Regions from separate parts of the Mus musculus genome. Here region 2 is linked to region 1. The links are chromatin contacts, called in public ChIA-PET maps. All regions are on one chromosome and are shown on one strand. Each heading gives the region's core, a stretch centred on a gene start, on an enhancer-like site or on the middle of the called end of the contact. The rest is flanking DNA. Distances are from core to core; before and after follow the strand shown.

What was found. ChIA-PET counts read pairs in DNA pulled down with a chosen protein or histone mark.
Region 2: an RNA polymerase II ChIA-PET map of effector CD8 T cells shows a contact between it and region 1, with 69 read pairs. The contact joins the enhancer-like site here to the promoter of Tmem50b in region 1. A contact is called at or near these places in 1 of 39 promoter capture datasets (hematopoietic stem and progenitor cells), 11 of 115 datasets of contacts at active chromatin or transcription factors (the 230-238 cell line, CD8 T cells, the HPC-7 cell line and 8 more) and 1 of 9 other capture datasets (liver).

Annotation. Positions count from the first base shown.
Region 1 is chr16:91,595,937-91,599,576 of GRCm38.p6, forward strand. Tmem50b (transmembrane protein 50B) reads right to left here and starts at 1,744. Exons shown (of 7, transcript NM_030018.3): 1 at 1,646-1,744.
Region 2 is chr16:91,440,493-91,444,502 of GRCm38.p6, forward strand. No RefSeq gene overlaps it. Among named protein-coding and RNA genes, the nearest start is that of A930006K02Rik, 23 kb to the right of the region's middle. Within about 2 kb of position 2,064, at least 92 of the 459 cell types and tissues checked have an H3K27ac peak or open chromatin away from gene starts, as enhancers often do. A contact at or near this core is called in CD8 T cells, the HPC-7 cell line, the SCID.adh cell line and 5 more, where this site is marked.

The sequences.
Region 1 (3,640 bases), core at 494-2,993:
GTTATGATGGCCTCCTTAAGAGTAGAACTGGGGGGCTGTCGAGATGGCTCAGTGGTTAAGAGCGTCGACTGCTCTTCTGAAGGTCCCGAGTTCAAATCCCAGCAACCACATGGTGGCTCACAACCATCCGTAACAAAATCTGATGCTCTCTTCTGGAGTATCTGAGGACAGCTACAGTGTACTTACATATAATAAATAATTAAAAAAAAAAGAGTAGAACTGGGACATAAAGAGTGGAGAGTGAAGGAGAGAATTTTGAGGAACTCCCCCAGCCTTTTTTTCAAGACAGGGTTTCTCTGTATAGTCCTGGCAGTCCTGGAACTGGAGCTGTAGACAAGACTGGCCTCACCTGCCTGAGTGCTGGGATTTAAGGCGTGCTGGAGGGTTTCACTTTTTATTTGCTGTTTCTGTATTGTCTGAAAACTTTACTTGATAATCTTCTTCAATGTTTATTACATTAAAAGACACATAAGGACTAAGCAAGATTGATTCTTTAATCAATTGACCCCAGTAGTGAATTTAGAAAACCAAAACCAAAACCAAACAACGCAATAGCGTTGAAGGCTGCTGTCTAGCTGATAGAGGAAGAATGGGGAGGATCAAAGGGTGTGTCTCCTGAAGAGGAAAAAACTACATCCTCACCCCGTTCCGATTAAACCTGCTTTTCTTGAAGCATCGCTATGCAAATTAACCTCTGGGTTTCATTTTTAGGATCAGGAAGTCTTTGAACACTATGCTCGTTTAAGTGTTTAAATTGCTTGGCTCTGGTTTTTGGAAGCCGCACACAGGTAGAAAAGACAAACGAGAAAGGAGGATGAGAAGCCTGGGAATAAGCGCCCCTGGAATTATCTAGAAATGGGATTTGTGGTACAAATAGGGTGAAGAGTTGGAGCGCGAAGGATGCACGGGGGGGTAGGGGGGTGGATGTTGTTGAGGGTGAGCATATCTACTCCAGCGAGAGGTTTGAATTCCCACGCCCCTCCTCCCATCGCAGCAGCAAGGTGGAAGAGCGAGCCCAGCCCTCTGCTGCTACGGTCGGAAAGGTCACGTATCTACCCACCTCTCAGGCTCAAGTACCTTCCAGTGGTGAAAACCAACTTACTGGCTAAAGACCAAAATGGCCTAGCCTACAACGACCACTGCTCTGCTACTTCTCTGAAAAGGCCACTCGCCACTTAGGATGAATTCCCAAAGACTTCCCTCCCTCTCCTCCCTCTCCTCCCTCTCCTCCCTCTCCCCCCAGCGCTTGCAGGATGGAGGGGAAAGTCAAGGATACAAGGACAGTTCCTGGCAACGGCTCCGAGCAAACGGGAGGGTCGCTCGTCCCCAGACGCTCGTGGGGCCTCGGTGGCGGCTGCGGCGGTGCCCCACAGGACCTCCATCCCCTACCGATCGCCTTGGGGACCTCCCCAGACTCAGGACGAGATGCGCGGCGGAGCGGCCTGCCTCGGCTGAGCGCGGGTCACGGCGGCGTCAGGGCCACGGGGCGCCGAGAGGACGCGGGCGCAGGCCGGGCCCCGCCGGTCGCCCGCGCGCTCCTTGGCACCGACACGGGCGGCGCCACAGAACCTCAGGCCGCGCCGGGCCGGCGCCCTGCGTTCGATCGGCAGATCACAGAAACCCGAGACCTGCCAACCGCACTCACCCGGCTACCTGCGAAGTCTACACCGAGCCCAGGCAGGAGCAGGGACGTCGAGGGCGCGCGTCTGTCCGGGAAGCAGCGGCCCGATCAACCTCAGTCCGGGAGCCGGGGGCCGGCGGCGGGCGGGAGGCCAGGGCGCCGGTGGGGCGGGGGCGAGGCGCCGTGCGCACCGCAGGAACCAATGGGATTGCAGCAAGTGGCCTGCGTGGGCGGGGCATAACCCCTGGAGGCGGGACCGGGACCTCAGAGGCGGAACGGGGCTGGACCCGTGCGCTCTGCGGAGACCAATCATAGTGCGACCGATTAGATAGAGGGCGGGGCTTGATTCCTGAGGGCGGGGCTGGCGCGGTGCTCTACCTGCGTCCTGGAGCTGAGGTCCGGACCTCTCCTGCTGCGGTTTGCGGTAGTAGTGTAAACTCAAGCGCCTCAGCATCGGTGAGAGCACCGGTACGGGGAACCCAAGCCTATTACGCAAGGTCCTCTTGCATATCAGCAGTTGAGCATTGTTCACCAGCTGCCGAGAGTCGAGAACGCACTCCAAGACGTTCAAAAACCAAGACCTCAGAAGATGAAGTTACAGGTCCAGGGATCCCAGTCAGTACTGGTTTTCTGAGGGTACCCGCAAAGCAAAGCTACATAGCTATTTCAGCCTGATTCCTTTTTCCGTCTATCCAAATAGATTTTTGGCTTGTTTTGGGAGCAAATCTTTACTTATCTCCTTTAGAGATACTGCCTCTGGATTTTTCAGCATAACTTCAAAAACCACATTTCCTACAGAATATAAATGCAGTTAAAGAAAGATGCAAAGTCCAAGTTACTACTACATTGAAGGTAAAAACACACTTCACCTAGATAGAGTAAAGCAAAAAGATTTTTGTGTCACGTAACTGTCACAAATGACATCCTGGATCCTGTTACTCCTGTAGTTCTTGTATATAATCTAGGATTTAGGTATTCAATAAATATTCACTGCATAAATTCCTTTTTGGAGTATGGGATTATGCACACACACTAACAAGCAAGAGGGGCAGCAGAAGGGAACATCTTTAGGTATCTGTCCCAGAGCTAGGGAATGTAGTTCAGTTGGTACATTATTTAGCCTTAAATACATAAGGCTCTGGCTTGTATCCCAAGCATCATATAAACAGGTGTGGTGATACATGCCTGTGATCCCTGCATTCCAAAATGTCTCAGCTTGGGTATGATCATGGTCTCAAGCATATTTCTATTTCCAGTCAGACTGGATTACACAGCAAATTCAAGACCAAACCGAGCCGGGCGTGGTGGCGCACGCCTTTAATCCCAGCACTTGGGAGGCAGAGGCAGGTGGATTTCTGAGTTCCAGGCCAGCCTGGTCTACAAAGTGAGTTCCAGGACAGCCAGGGCTATACAGAGAAACCCTGTCTCGAAAAAAACAAAAACAAAAACAAAACAAAACAAAACAAAACAAAAGATCAAGCTGAAGTGAGGTCCTGTCTCAAAACTACTGGAGGATCTGGGATATAGTGTAGTAGTAGTGCGTTGCCTGTCCAGAATGTGCCGTCTGCTTTCACTTCTCCATCAGTTAAAAAGGGGGGCAAGGGGGACTGGGAAGATGCTCTACCGGAGGACCCAGAGTGGGGCTCACATCCACCTGTAACTCCAGATCCAGGGGCCACCTTCCTCTTCTGGATTCCCTGGACATCAAGCATGCAAATGGTGCACATATATGCATTCAGGCAAAACAAAAATACACAGGCTGGAGAGATGGCTCAATGGTTAAGAGCACCAACTGCTCTTCCAGAGGTCCTGAGTTTAATTCCCAACAACCACATGGTGACTCACAACCATCTACAATGGAGTCTGGTGCCCTCTTCTGGTGTGTCTGAAGAGAGCAATGGTATACTTATATACATGAAATAAATAAATAAATAGGGAAATAAAACCACTCATACACATAAAATGAGTTTGAATATTGAAGAAAAAGACCAGACCTCCATACATGCATTACTTGAATTG
Region 2 (4,010 bases), core at 814-3,313, 160 kb before region 1:
ACATAGTGGACTTGAGGCCAGCCTGGGCTACATGACACCCATCTAAAAAATACAGTTTGGTTTTTTTTTTTTTAACTTTGAACAACTGTAGTTATTTAAAGTAACTAAAATGAAAGAAAAGAACTTTTTGCTTAATTATATCATTTCATTTTTCTTTCATTTTTGAGAATATAATATAATCACAACATTTTGCCCTTCCCTTTCATCTCTCTGGACCTCCCTGTATTCCTCATCTTGCACTCCTTCAAGTTCATGGTCTCTCCTTTTTAAAAATGTTGTTACATGTGTATATGTATATGTGTCTGTGTATACATGTGTGTGTGTGTGTGTGTGTATTCCTAAATGTGACCTGCTCAGTCTATATGATTGCATTTGTATGTACATTTTCGGGGCTGGCCCCTTGGTCCTGGATAACAAATTGCTGCGCACTTTCCCGGGGAGGACTCCCACTGTCAACATCCCTTCGCTGTCTGAAGCTCTTTGTCTGGGGTTAAGGCCTCATTAGCCTCAGAAGGGGAAAATTTTAAATCCAAGGATCTCTGCCTTCTTGTTGCTTGGGAGGAAAAGAGTAATTACACGTGACCTCTCTGAAACACACAGGAGTTGACTATGTTCAAATTTCTAGAGCACTCTCATTACCAGAGAAGTGTTTCTCCATGGGAGTTGGTTTTGTCCCCCAGGGGACGTGAGGAAATACCTGGAAACACAGTTGACTGTCTCAGCTGGCTAGGTTATCACTGGTACCTAGTAAAGAAAGCTGGCCAAGCTTAGAACCCAAAGTTATGCAAGCAGTCCCCCACACTCACAAGTTACCAGGTCTAAGATGGCCACAGTGGACAGGTTAAACCCCTGCTGGAAAGGTGAAAGTGAACTAAAAAGAACTATTCAGAGACAAGACCACTCCTACAAGAGAGAAAAAGACTTTTTTTCTTTAAAAGGTGGGGCAAAAGAAAAACACAAATAACGTAAATAAATCCCAAAGCAAAAAGACTACGTGAGCCAACAAGCGTTCGAATGGTCATGTTTGCTTGTTTAATCAAATCAAAGAGTGACTTCTGGGGCTAGAGAGGTGGTTTATCAGTCAAGAGCACCCGTGGCTCTGGAAGCGGACTTGGGCTCACTTCCCAGCAATCACGTGGCAGCTTACAACTGCCTGTAACTCCAGCTCCAGGGAGCTGAGGCCCTCTTCTGACCTCTTTGGCCACAAGGCATGCATGTGGTGCACACTCAGCATACATTCAAGCAAATGTTTATAAAATAAGAACAAATAGACCCTTTAAAAGTTTGCTCAGGCCTTGCAAACTGGTGCTGGTATTTGGTCTCAGCAATCTCTATTTTTCTCATGAATAACATTTTCTGTCCAGGCTTACAGAAAGGGTGGTGTTCGTTAGGTGTCACATTCTTGGTGCCAAGGTAGGGGACACTGCCTATGCAGCTCCCAACCATCTGAGAAGCTGTCTGCATTTGCTGATAGGGCATCGTGAGCGCCTCCCCTGTGGAGCCTGCAGGGGCCTCACAGGGAGAGATCCAGGAGTTCAAAGATGAGTTCTAAGGTCTGGGGAATTAAGATAACAGTTGTCTTCCTCGTAGATGTGCTTGGAACCTTGTTTTCTTTCTCTTGCCTCTTAAGGTAGCATAGTCTCACCACGTAACACAGGTTGGCTTGAAGTCATGGTTTTCCTGCCTGAGACTTCTAAGAGCTAGATAAAAAGGCATGCATCGCCGGGCATGGTGGTGCACACCTTTAATTCCAGCACTCGGGAGGCAGAGGCAGGCAGATTTCTGAGTTCGAGGCCAGCCTGGTCTACAAAGTGAGTTCCAAGACAGCCAGGACTATACAGAGAAACCCTGTCTCGGAAAAAAAAAAAAAAAAAAAGAGGCATGCACCATCACATCCTGACTGAACATGTTTTTTTTTTTTTTTTTAAATGTGATATTGATGAAAAAGCACTACCTATTAAAAGCTCGTTATTTGCCAGGTCCTCTATTCTTCTACAGGGATCTCCCACATAGAATAACAAGCAGCCACAGAGCCCTTGGAGCCGCATGGTGTGGGTGGCTGTGCTGAGGCTCTGGCTGTGCTGATAGGATGTGGGCAAAGCTGCTAACTTCACAGCCAGGGAGTGGAGGCAGGAAGAACCCCCAAAGGCAAGGCAAAAGAATTTCTGAGTATTCAAGGTGTTAGGGTCACGGTCAACACCAGCAGGGTGTCCTCTGGGACACCAAGATGTCCTGGCAGAATGTGTCCTCCTGTTTACAGAAGGCCCAAGACACAAACTCTCTCCCTCTCCTCCCCATCCCTGGCCTCCTTTGCTGGCTCTAGCCTGCAACCCCGGGTTGCCTGGGTTGCCCACAGGTTCACTGTGCTTCTTCACAGGGCCCCCTGCTCCAGTGGCTGGATTAACTTCAAAGCACCCCATTTTTCTGTCACTATGGATGTCAGCCTTGCAGCCATGGGGGTGGAGGGGGATGGAAATGCCCTAGTCAGTTTTCCATGCACAGTTCCCCCAACAAGCCACAAATAAAACCATTGGCAGCATAGGCAGAGTTTTAGGGGACAGTGACGCTGGCACTCTCCGTCCCAGGAACGTGCCTGTCCCCTTTGATACTGGCTTTAAGATAAACCAGGTGCAATCTCATTTGGATGAAGTCTGTCTTAGCCACTTTTACTTAATGCTGCCCCCATTGCAACTCAAAATTGAGAATCCACTGATCCTGCTGGCACCCAGGACCACGCTCTTGTCAGCAAACCTCACCCCACCACATACACACCCCAAAATAAATTGCAGCGGAAACAACCCTAGCTAGCTGGCTCCTTCGTTCATTCCACAGCTCCTCGGGCTAAACCCAGTAGGCTTGGACAAGTGTTTTCTGGGAAATGGTTACTTCTGTTTTTAATTCTCAGCTAGCTGGATTCACTCGGTACTCAGACCTGTTCAGGAAATCAGAAGTTAACTCCGTTTCTTTTTAGAGGCCTTTGATCACCTTGGAGCCGTGTCTTTCTGCCCCACCAGTGCTACTGGGGAGCAGCTCTCTATGTCGCTGCTACTCCTCCCTGTGTGGTAGCACCTGGCATGACTCATTCTACAGAGTTAGTACTCAGAATGAGGACTGAATTAATGTATCTTTTTAAAATTGTAACCGAAGTTTTCTTGGCACAACAAGTGAACATGTGGAGTAGAGTCTTTGATACATGCAGATAAAACAAAAAAACACACAAAAAAACAAACAAAACAAAACAAGACACACACACAAAAAAAACTATAGTTAGCCAAAGCACACATGCAAGAGAAAAACAAAACTAGTAAAAACTGTGAGACCCCGACTTAGAGCGTTTCTCCCTGGAAGGTACAGCCCCTGGATGTTCCCCAAGCTTATTTTCCCTGATCTTTAAAAATACAGCTAGAAAAAAGCTCTTTGTTCTCTATAGCCTGCAAAAAGCCTTTTTGTTTCTATACTGTACAACCAGAGATGCCTGCCTTCCTATGCCGAGGACACAGAGATAAAAATTCAGAAAGAACTCACTCCCCACTCCTGCCTTGTAAATTTCACCAAGGACACCCGGAAGAGAAGCACTCTTCCCAACTCCTCCCAACTCCTCCCAACTCCTCAGCTAGCTGTTAAAAGCCCCCTACTGTCACCCCTGGGGTCAAACTCCCCTGCCCTGCACGGCAGAGGGACTTCCGTCCTCAGCTAGCTGATAATAAAATCTCTTGCAGTTTGCATCAGGTGTGGTTTTCTCTCGAGATGTTGGGGTGTTGGCCAGCTCATCCCGGGACTTGAGTGAAGGCCCAGCATCAGTGGTCTTACAAAACTATTCCAGATAAAAACAAATGTAGCTACCCAGGTTATTTTGATGTGAAGGTCTTGGTGTTGCTGTAGCTCTACGGTGCATATGTTGAAATCCAGTCCTGGTATACTGAGAGGTAGTTGTTACCTGTGACGAAGCCACAAGGATGGAGTCCTATGGCTGGGACCAGTCTCTCTATAACAGACACTAACCATCCAAA